2 separate regions of the Anser cygnoides genome follow, and region 1 is linked to region 2. A link is a contact called in public Hi-C data. All regions are on one chromosome and are shown on one strand. The core of a region is the stretch at or near the end of the contact, and the rest is flanking DNA. Distances in the headings are between cores, read along the strand shown. Region 1 holds the start of RPP30 (ribonuclease P/MRP subunit p30). Region 2 holds the start of TNKS2 (tankyrase 2).

The links. Hi-C and Micro-C count contacts between places; a contact is called where the count stands out from the background.
Region 1: a contact with region 2 is called in a Hi-C map of liver, with 1.7 times the contacts expected there. The contact joins the promoter of RPP30 here to the promoter of TNKS2 in region 2. A contact is called at or near these places in 2 of 7 Hi-C or Micro-C datasets (granulosa cells and liver).

The regions. Positions count from the first base shown.
Region 1 is chr7:17,817,338-17,821,044 of Taihu_goose_T2T_genome, reverse strand. RPP30 (ribonuclease P/MRP subunit p30) reads left to right here and starts at 1,893. Exons shown (of 11, transcript XM_048069301.2): 1 at 1,893-2,046. The coding sequence starts at 1,965.
Region 2 is chr7:17,528,215-17,532,118 of Taihu_goose_T2T_genome, reverse strand. TNKS2 (tankyrase 2) reads left to right here and starts at 2,594. Exons shown (of 27, transcript XM_048069161.2): 1 at 2,594-2,612. The coding sequence starts at 2,609.

The DNA of each region.
Region 1 (3,707 bases), core at 644-3,143, 290 kb before region 2:
AGCTGGCAGCCCATGGCTTGGACAGGTACATTCCTGGCTGGGGTAAAAACTGGCTGGACAGCCGGGCCCGGAGCGTGGTGGTGAATGGAGTGAAATTCAGCTGGCGACTGGTCACCAGTGGTGTTCCCCAAGGGTCAGTGTTGGGGCCCATCCTCTTTAATATCTTTATTGATGATTTGGATGAGGGAATTGATTGCACCCTCAGTAAGTTTGCAGGCAACACCAAGTTGGGGAGAAGTGTTGATCTGCCAGAGGATAGGAAGGCTCTGCAGAGGGACCTGGACAGGTTGGATCAATGGGCAGAGGCCAATGGGATGATGTTCAACATGGCAAAGTGCCGGGTCCTGTAGTTTGGCCACAATAACCCCGTGCAGCGCTACAGGCTTGGGGGAGAGTGGATCGAAAGCTGTGCAGAGGAAAACGATCTGGGGGTGCTGATTGATGCTCGCCTGAACACGAGCCAGCAGTGTGCCCAGGTGGCCAAGAAGGCCAATGGCATCCTGGCTTGTATCAGGAATAGTGTAGCCAGCAGGACCAGGGAGGTGATCGTCACCCTGTATTCTGCTCTGGTGAGGCTGCTCCTCAAGTACTGTGTTCAGCTGTGGGCCCCTCACTACAAAAAGGATATTGAGGCCCTGGAACTTGCCCAGAGAAGAGCTACAAAGCTGGTGAAGGGCCTGGAGCACAAGTCCTGTGAGGAGTGGCTGAGGGAACTGGGGTCATTTAGTCTGGAGAAGAGAAGGCTCAGGGGAAACCTTATTGCTCTCTACAGCTACCTGAAAGGAAGCTGTGGGGAGCTGGGAGTCAATCTCTTCTCGCAGTGACAGGACTAGTGATAGGACTAGAGGGAATGGCCTCAAGCTGAGCCAGGGGAGGTTTAGGTTGGAAATTAGGAGACATTTCTTCTCAGAAAGATTAGTCAGCCATTGGAACGGGTTGCCCAGGGAAGTGGTGGCATCAGCGTCCCTGGGGGTGTTCAAGGAAAGGTTGGACCTGTTGCTTAGGGACATGGTTTAGTGTGTGACATTGGTGGTAGGGTGATGGTTGGACCAGATGATCTTGGAGGTCTTTTCCAACCTTAATGATTCTATGATGATCTCTTTGGCACAAACGAGTCACAAATCTCAAGGCATAATGGGTCCAAGCTCTACCAAGGCGTGGCAACATACCCAGGAGCAGTCAGCACTGCCACCTTGGCCCCGGTGAGGAGCAGTTTTGCCTGGTTAAGTGTTCAGAGTTCCAGATACCCCACAGACTTTTCTTCATGAATTATCCCAGTCTGAAGAAAGAGGAAGCAAAAGATTTGCAAGGGCCTGCAATACTACCTCAAAACTGGGAACAAATTGCAGACACTGTCTTCAGCAGCTGCTGTTGTAAGTCCCCAACACAAACAAACCAAAACAGTGGTAGTTACCACCCCTATTTCGCATACGCTGTGTTGATTATCAGCAGCAAAATGAGATTTGTGGGTTTTGCAACAGCGCTACGTAGTCGATGTGTGCACGTTCTGTGGTCTATTGTAATTCCTGAGTGCTTTGGCATTTTGGGGAATATCTCTTGCATGGCAGCCTGGGTCTTTATTTCACAATTTTTTAACATGGGAAAAAAAGGCCTTGAAATAACTAGAAAGGACTCTTATACAAATAAGCAGTGGTCGGCTGAGGCCCCATGAATTTGGGTCGGTGATGCTTCAGTCGAGCAGGACCGCGGCTCCACCTGGTGGGCACGACACCGGCCCCTGAGGGCGCTGGGCCCGAGCGAGCTCGGCTGCTCCTGCTCCCAGCCCCCGGCACGTTGCACAGGGGCCACGGGGCCATGCCTCGTCCCCTCCTCAGCCCTGTCTGTGGGGCTGGGGCCTGCCCCGCCCGCCACGGGGCCTCCTCCACAGCTCCCCGCCCGGCCACCAGGGCGGGACTACAAGCCCCAGGGTGCCCCGGGCCGGGCGGGGCGGTGCTGCGCGCAGCATGGCCGGGTTCGCCGACCTGAACGTGCCGCAGGGCCCGGACAAGAAGGGGCTGCAGAGCCTGCTGGAGGCTGCGGCTCGCCGTGAGTCCGGGAGCGGGGCAGCGGCCGGCCCTGCGCCGGGCCGAGCCGGGCTGGAGGGGCTGGGGCAGTGCGGCGGTTCGGGCCGGCCGGGGGTGGAGGATGCCGGCCTCTCCCTGCTGTGCTGGGTTGGTGTTAGCAGCAGAAGTGTGAATCCTGGCAGAGCTGGGCTGGAGGGGAGCCGAAGGCACCCTGCACAGGGCTTTCCCTGCGCTTGGGAGGCCGGGCAGTGCCTGCTGTGCCTGATGCGTCACTGTCCTGCAAGGATTTTAGGGCCCCCAGTTGCTCCACAGCCTCTGTAGGCAGCTTGTTCCAGAGCTACTGGTCTTGCTCAGCATGGTTTTTATAGTTTCTTCGTGTCTTGGCCCCTTAAAGGCAGCCTTTCCCTTTATGTCATCTTTGTATTTGTTCAAATGTGAGTATGTTTCTGTGCACAATGTATCTTCCAGTCTGCTGCTGTTGAAAACTGCAGTCTTCCTCCTTCTGCTAGCCTGTGTCCGCAGCCGTGCTTCCCGTGCCTCACACCTGGCAGTTCCTAGGTCAGCCCTGTGATGGAGCAGGAGAAAAGCTGCCTGAGGCATCCGTGCCCCAGCATGGCTTGGCCTCCTGGTGCACAGCCTGTGGGTCTGCCCTAAGGGGGGCTGGTCCTGGCCGGGAGAGCAGCAGAATATAAGCTGCAAGAAGGTTTGTGTAAGTGCAGCAGGAATCTCTGTCCTTAGTTTCCCTTTCTTTTGGCCTAAACCTCCATTCAGAGTTTCCTCACAGGTCTGCATTTTCATATTTCATTCATTGTCGTTGCTCCTCCCCCTACTCTGCTTGACCTGCAGTTTTCTGCAAGTGAAGTGACCGAGACTGAGGTCTTCTCAGTGCTGAGCACCATGGAAAAATGGTGCTGTGTCTTGCAGTCTGTATCTCAGCCTGTCTATCCCATTGTATATATTTTTTTTCCCAACTTGGGGACTCATTTTCCGCTTGTAATTTCTTAAGACCCTAGGTCTTTTTTTTTTTTTCCTGAAGAATTGTTTTACAACCAGTTGCTTCCTGTAGAGTGTTTGTGGGTGATTTGTCTTTGTCAAATGTACAATCTTTCTCTAATCCCTGTTGAATGAGAACTTTTTGTCAGTTTGTCAACATTGTTTTGAATTCTAACTTTGCCTTCTAATATAACTCTACCTTTCATACCTTTGTGTTGTCTGCAGTTTTAACAAGTATGCTGAATGTCGTTAACCATTTTTCCTAAAGAAAGTCATTAATAGGACCAAGCTAGGGCAAAATGTTTGGGACCCCCAGCTTGGCAAGAAGTCATTGATATCTGCTGTTAATTTTCAACCAGTTTCTTCCTGACCTTACAGTAGCTTCATCTAGAATGTATTTTCCGAATGACTCTTAGCCTGTCCAATTCACTTGCAAGCCCAGCGTAACACTTAACTGTTCATCTCCTGTATGTGCTCCGGTGCTGGCCATGCCAACAAACTGTGCTCAAGCAATCATTTGTGTTCATAAAGCTCTGCCATCCAGTGAGTGTAGTCATGACTGGGGTGTATTAAAATAAATTTTTGTACTTTAAGATGCTTCTTTGGTGAGCTAATCTTCAGAGAAAAAAAAAATCAACGTGAAAGGTGTATATATATGTACATAATTATTAATTTTGAGATATATAAGTA
Region 2 (3,904 bases), core at 1,345-3,844:
AGACAAACTCTAAGCAAAGATACTTAGGTATCCAAGTTTATTTTTGCTTTTGGTTATCTTCAGAAAAGCTGAATATGGCATGGTTGGATAGACATTCTAGTTTGCCTGTATTTCCTTTTAGCTTTTTCCTATTATCATACCTCAGAGATATAAATGGATATGTTTTGCTAGCATCCCTAGTCAATGCCTATCTTTGGCTCTACTCCTCTACTGCTGCTTGTGGCTTTCTTCCTAACAACAAATAACAATTCTCCAGGCCTCTGCCATGTTCCCATGCTGGCAGTCCACGTACTTTGGTTTTGTACGTGCAGAGTCTGTGCTTTTATAAAAGCTCTCTGTCTTCCCAGACATGTTTGAGGCACTACAGAAAAACAAACAAAAGCTCCCTTTAAGCCCTCCATGTATGTGTCTGCCTAGTAGCCTCTGATGGGAAAATTGGAATAATTTTAAAGATGTCACAAGAATCCAATTTGGGATTAAAGGCTCTTTTTTTTTTTTTTTCTTTTTAGATATATATATATATTTTAAGTAATCCAGTTTCCATGAATTCCAACATGCTTTTCTGTGCTTTTGGTGTCAGGAACACAAGCTTCTCCCTACCGCTAACAAGAATCTTCCCTAAATGTATCATGTGAACTGTCATCTTCACAGCAGGTCACCGCGTTGCTGAACAGTTCTCATGGTTGCTGCATACACAGATACAGCATTTCAATGACTACGTCGCCTACCATTACAGCTTGTCAGCACTGCAGTTGTAGCCCCATCTCCTGGAGAGACCACTTAGCTATGTATTTGATCATCTCTGTGATGCTCATTCTCAATATCTCCAAGTTTCCTTTCATTTTATTGTGTTTTTTTTTCCCCCCTTTGTTTTTTCCAGAACAATATTTTATATTTTCCACTTTACCTCCACCTGCTGGTAAAACGAAGCTGGCCCATACAAAACCAGTAACTACAGAGATGGACTGGCAGGGGAAAGGAACTAGCTCCTGCTTGTTTAAGACGAGTAGCCAAAATACCTGGTAGATAGGATGCAAAGGGGAAGGAGAAAGTTAAGTTCCTTTAAAGCAGTGGTTGTGCCTACATCCACTGTTGTACAGCTGTACTGCTTTCATTTTGTGGTATGCTCTTATTGTTAAGTTGATCACTCTATTTTTAAAAACTAGTTTGCCCTGACAAAGTCTCTGTTCATAGTTTTAAAAATATAGTAAGTAAACAGCAGGCCACTTCTCTTCAAAATTATCTATTTTCTTTATTTCTTTATAGGCGTGTTTTATAATTTCCTGATGTACAGCATTAATGACTGTTGAATTTGGGTTTTGGTTTGGTTGTTTTGCCAAGTCTCACCCAGAAATACTTCAAAAGGAGTAGATTTTGGAATTCTTCGGCAATAAGTTAAATGTCTGACCACTTGAAGTGTCCTACTAATTTTACTTTGCATCCCAAAGAAAGGCAAACCGCTAAGGAAATGGTTAGGAAGCGCTGAGAAGTCCTCGCGGAGCCAAGGGCTGGGAGGTGAGGGCCGGGCCAGCCCTGGGCCTACGAGGAGGCCTAACCAGGCCGCGTGTACCCAACCTCCCCTTTTCTTTCTTGCCCTCTGGCGACCAACCAAGCATGCTTCTAAATAAATTGCTCAAGGACCCGCAAAAATACTCTAATGTCTCTATTAGAGCAGGCCATGCCACTGAAATAAATGTGAGGCAGAGGTAAAGCTACTGGTACCTCACAAATTACAGCCCCAAAATGGCAGTCACGGGTCTGTGAGGTGCTAATGGCGAGCCTCTTGGGTGGTGCTGGTAACAGTAGGGTCACAGCCCCTGCTTTCTCTAGAAAAAGCCCAACAGAAGACCAAAAGACACTGCTGAATTTTACAGATTATTATCTCATAAAAGAAATAAAACAAAACAAAAGATTTTACGTAATGTGAATCTGAAAAGTCAGGGTGACGGATTCAGGATTCGTCCGTCAATCCTGAAAGTTGGTAAGTCTTTGGCTCGCTGAACTCAAGGCTAATTGAATCCTGCTCTTGGAGTATGTTTTAAAATAATTTTCCATTCACAGAGACCTGCCATAGTTTTACACTCCAGTTGTCAGGAAGCCATACTGGGAAACGAAGTTAGGCCACAGGTGATTTAGAAAAAATAGCATTTTTCTAGCTTAACAATGTAGAAAGAAGTTCTTTATTTTAGATCCAAAATAGCTTATATTTTATAGTCAAGGTCTTCTTTGAACTCTCATTTATCTCCATTAGCATTTCATAATAGCTTTTGCCAAAGAAAGAAACATAGCTAGAGTTCATATTGAACTAGTGAAAATAAGTTCTAGTTCTTCTTTAGAGGGCCTGGGCAGCAAGAAGTGTTTGTATGGACACAGACATTTACACTTCCGCAGACACACAACCCCTTCTGCTTTGAAACAGAAACAGACAATTTCAAGATAATGCATTTGCTATTTCTGCCATCGGCATGAAGAAGGGGTAAGAATTCAAAAGCTTGTCTTTTTTTTTTTTTTTTTTTCCAGCTACGCTAATAAGACTAATAAAATATATTTTCTCTCTACAGATCCTGTTTTTCTGCACTTCTAACATCACGGAGATGACACTCTTTACATGGGTAAAGTGAGAAGCATTTCTTAGGAGTGTCTTGTGATTTCTTTTCCGCTTATAGACTGCCTGCTTTTTTGCCAGATGTAATAAATAAATACGTCAGGCCTCTCTGAGGTGCTTTGGCACATGCCCTTACCAGAAGACTGGGGCTCACAGGGAGGACACGGTAACTCTCATTTCCCACCTGCACCACACCAGGAGGTGCCTGGGGTCAACTGGCATCCCCACTGACACCACCTCTCCGAAACCCCACGTTTTGAAGAGGAAAGATGATGCAGTGCTTTTCTGTCTCTGCAACAGGGCACTCATGACCTTCATCAACTACCTTTTCCAAAGTGTTTTTATTTACATATTATAGCATGAGTAGAAAAATACATTTAAAATATTACCAAGTTAATCCCTTTCTAGTTAGCTTGTGACCCTTATGGGATGGAGAAAGATGTTCCATTTTTCTCCAAAACCATGAATTGGCAAAGTCAGCTAACAGTATATCCCAATCTCTTTTAACTTATGTTGTATTATTTCCATTTTATAATTATTCAAGCACTTCCTTTTCAGAAATGTATTTTGCTATATAAATATGTAAGGATTTTCTTTGATGGCACCATGAAGTTCTTTGTATGAGAATGCAGTTTTTGTTGTGAAGAAAAAGGTCTTCATTACCACATCTTGATCTACATGTGATTACTGTAAGCAGCAAGGGAATATTTATTCTCTTGTGGTACAGATCACTCGCTCTACATTTGCTTTTTTGAGCCCCAAATCGTCTCTTAAAAAGAAGGGAGGTTTGTTTTGTCGTAGTTCCTCCCCAACTTTGACAGAATTATAGACAAGAACTGTTTCGGGAAGGAGATATGTTTTCTCTGTCATAGTTCCTCCCCAGCTTTGACAGAAGTGTAGAGAAAAACTGTTTCACATGAACAGGAATCCAGTTTGGAATGGCGTTACACAATAATGGACCCCAAGGACGGGACAAGAGCCAGTAAGGAGGCAGGAGGAGTTCTGTGCAGAAGACGTCGCTGGGACAGCGGCAGCCCCCTCAGCCACGGCCCGCTCTGAGAGCGCAGTGGCAGCCCCAGGGGCCGAGCCGGGGCCTGCGCCCTCCCCCAGCCCTCACACGACGCCCCCCGGTAGCGCTGCGCCGCCCTCTGCGCATGCCCAGCCCCTGGCTAGGCGCGTGCGCTCTGCGCCGGGTGCCCGCCCCTTCCTGCTGCAGCGAGGCCGAGGGCGGCGGTGCTGCTGCTACTGCCACTGCTGCTGTTACTGCTGCCACTACTGCTGTTACTGCTGCTGTTACTG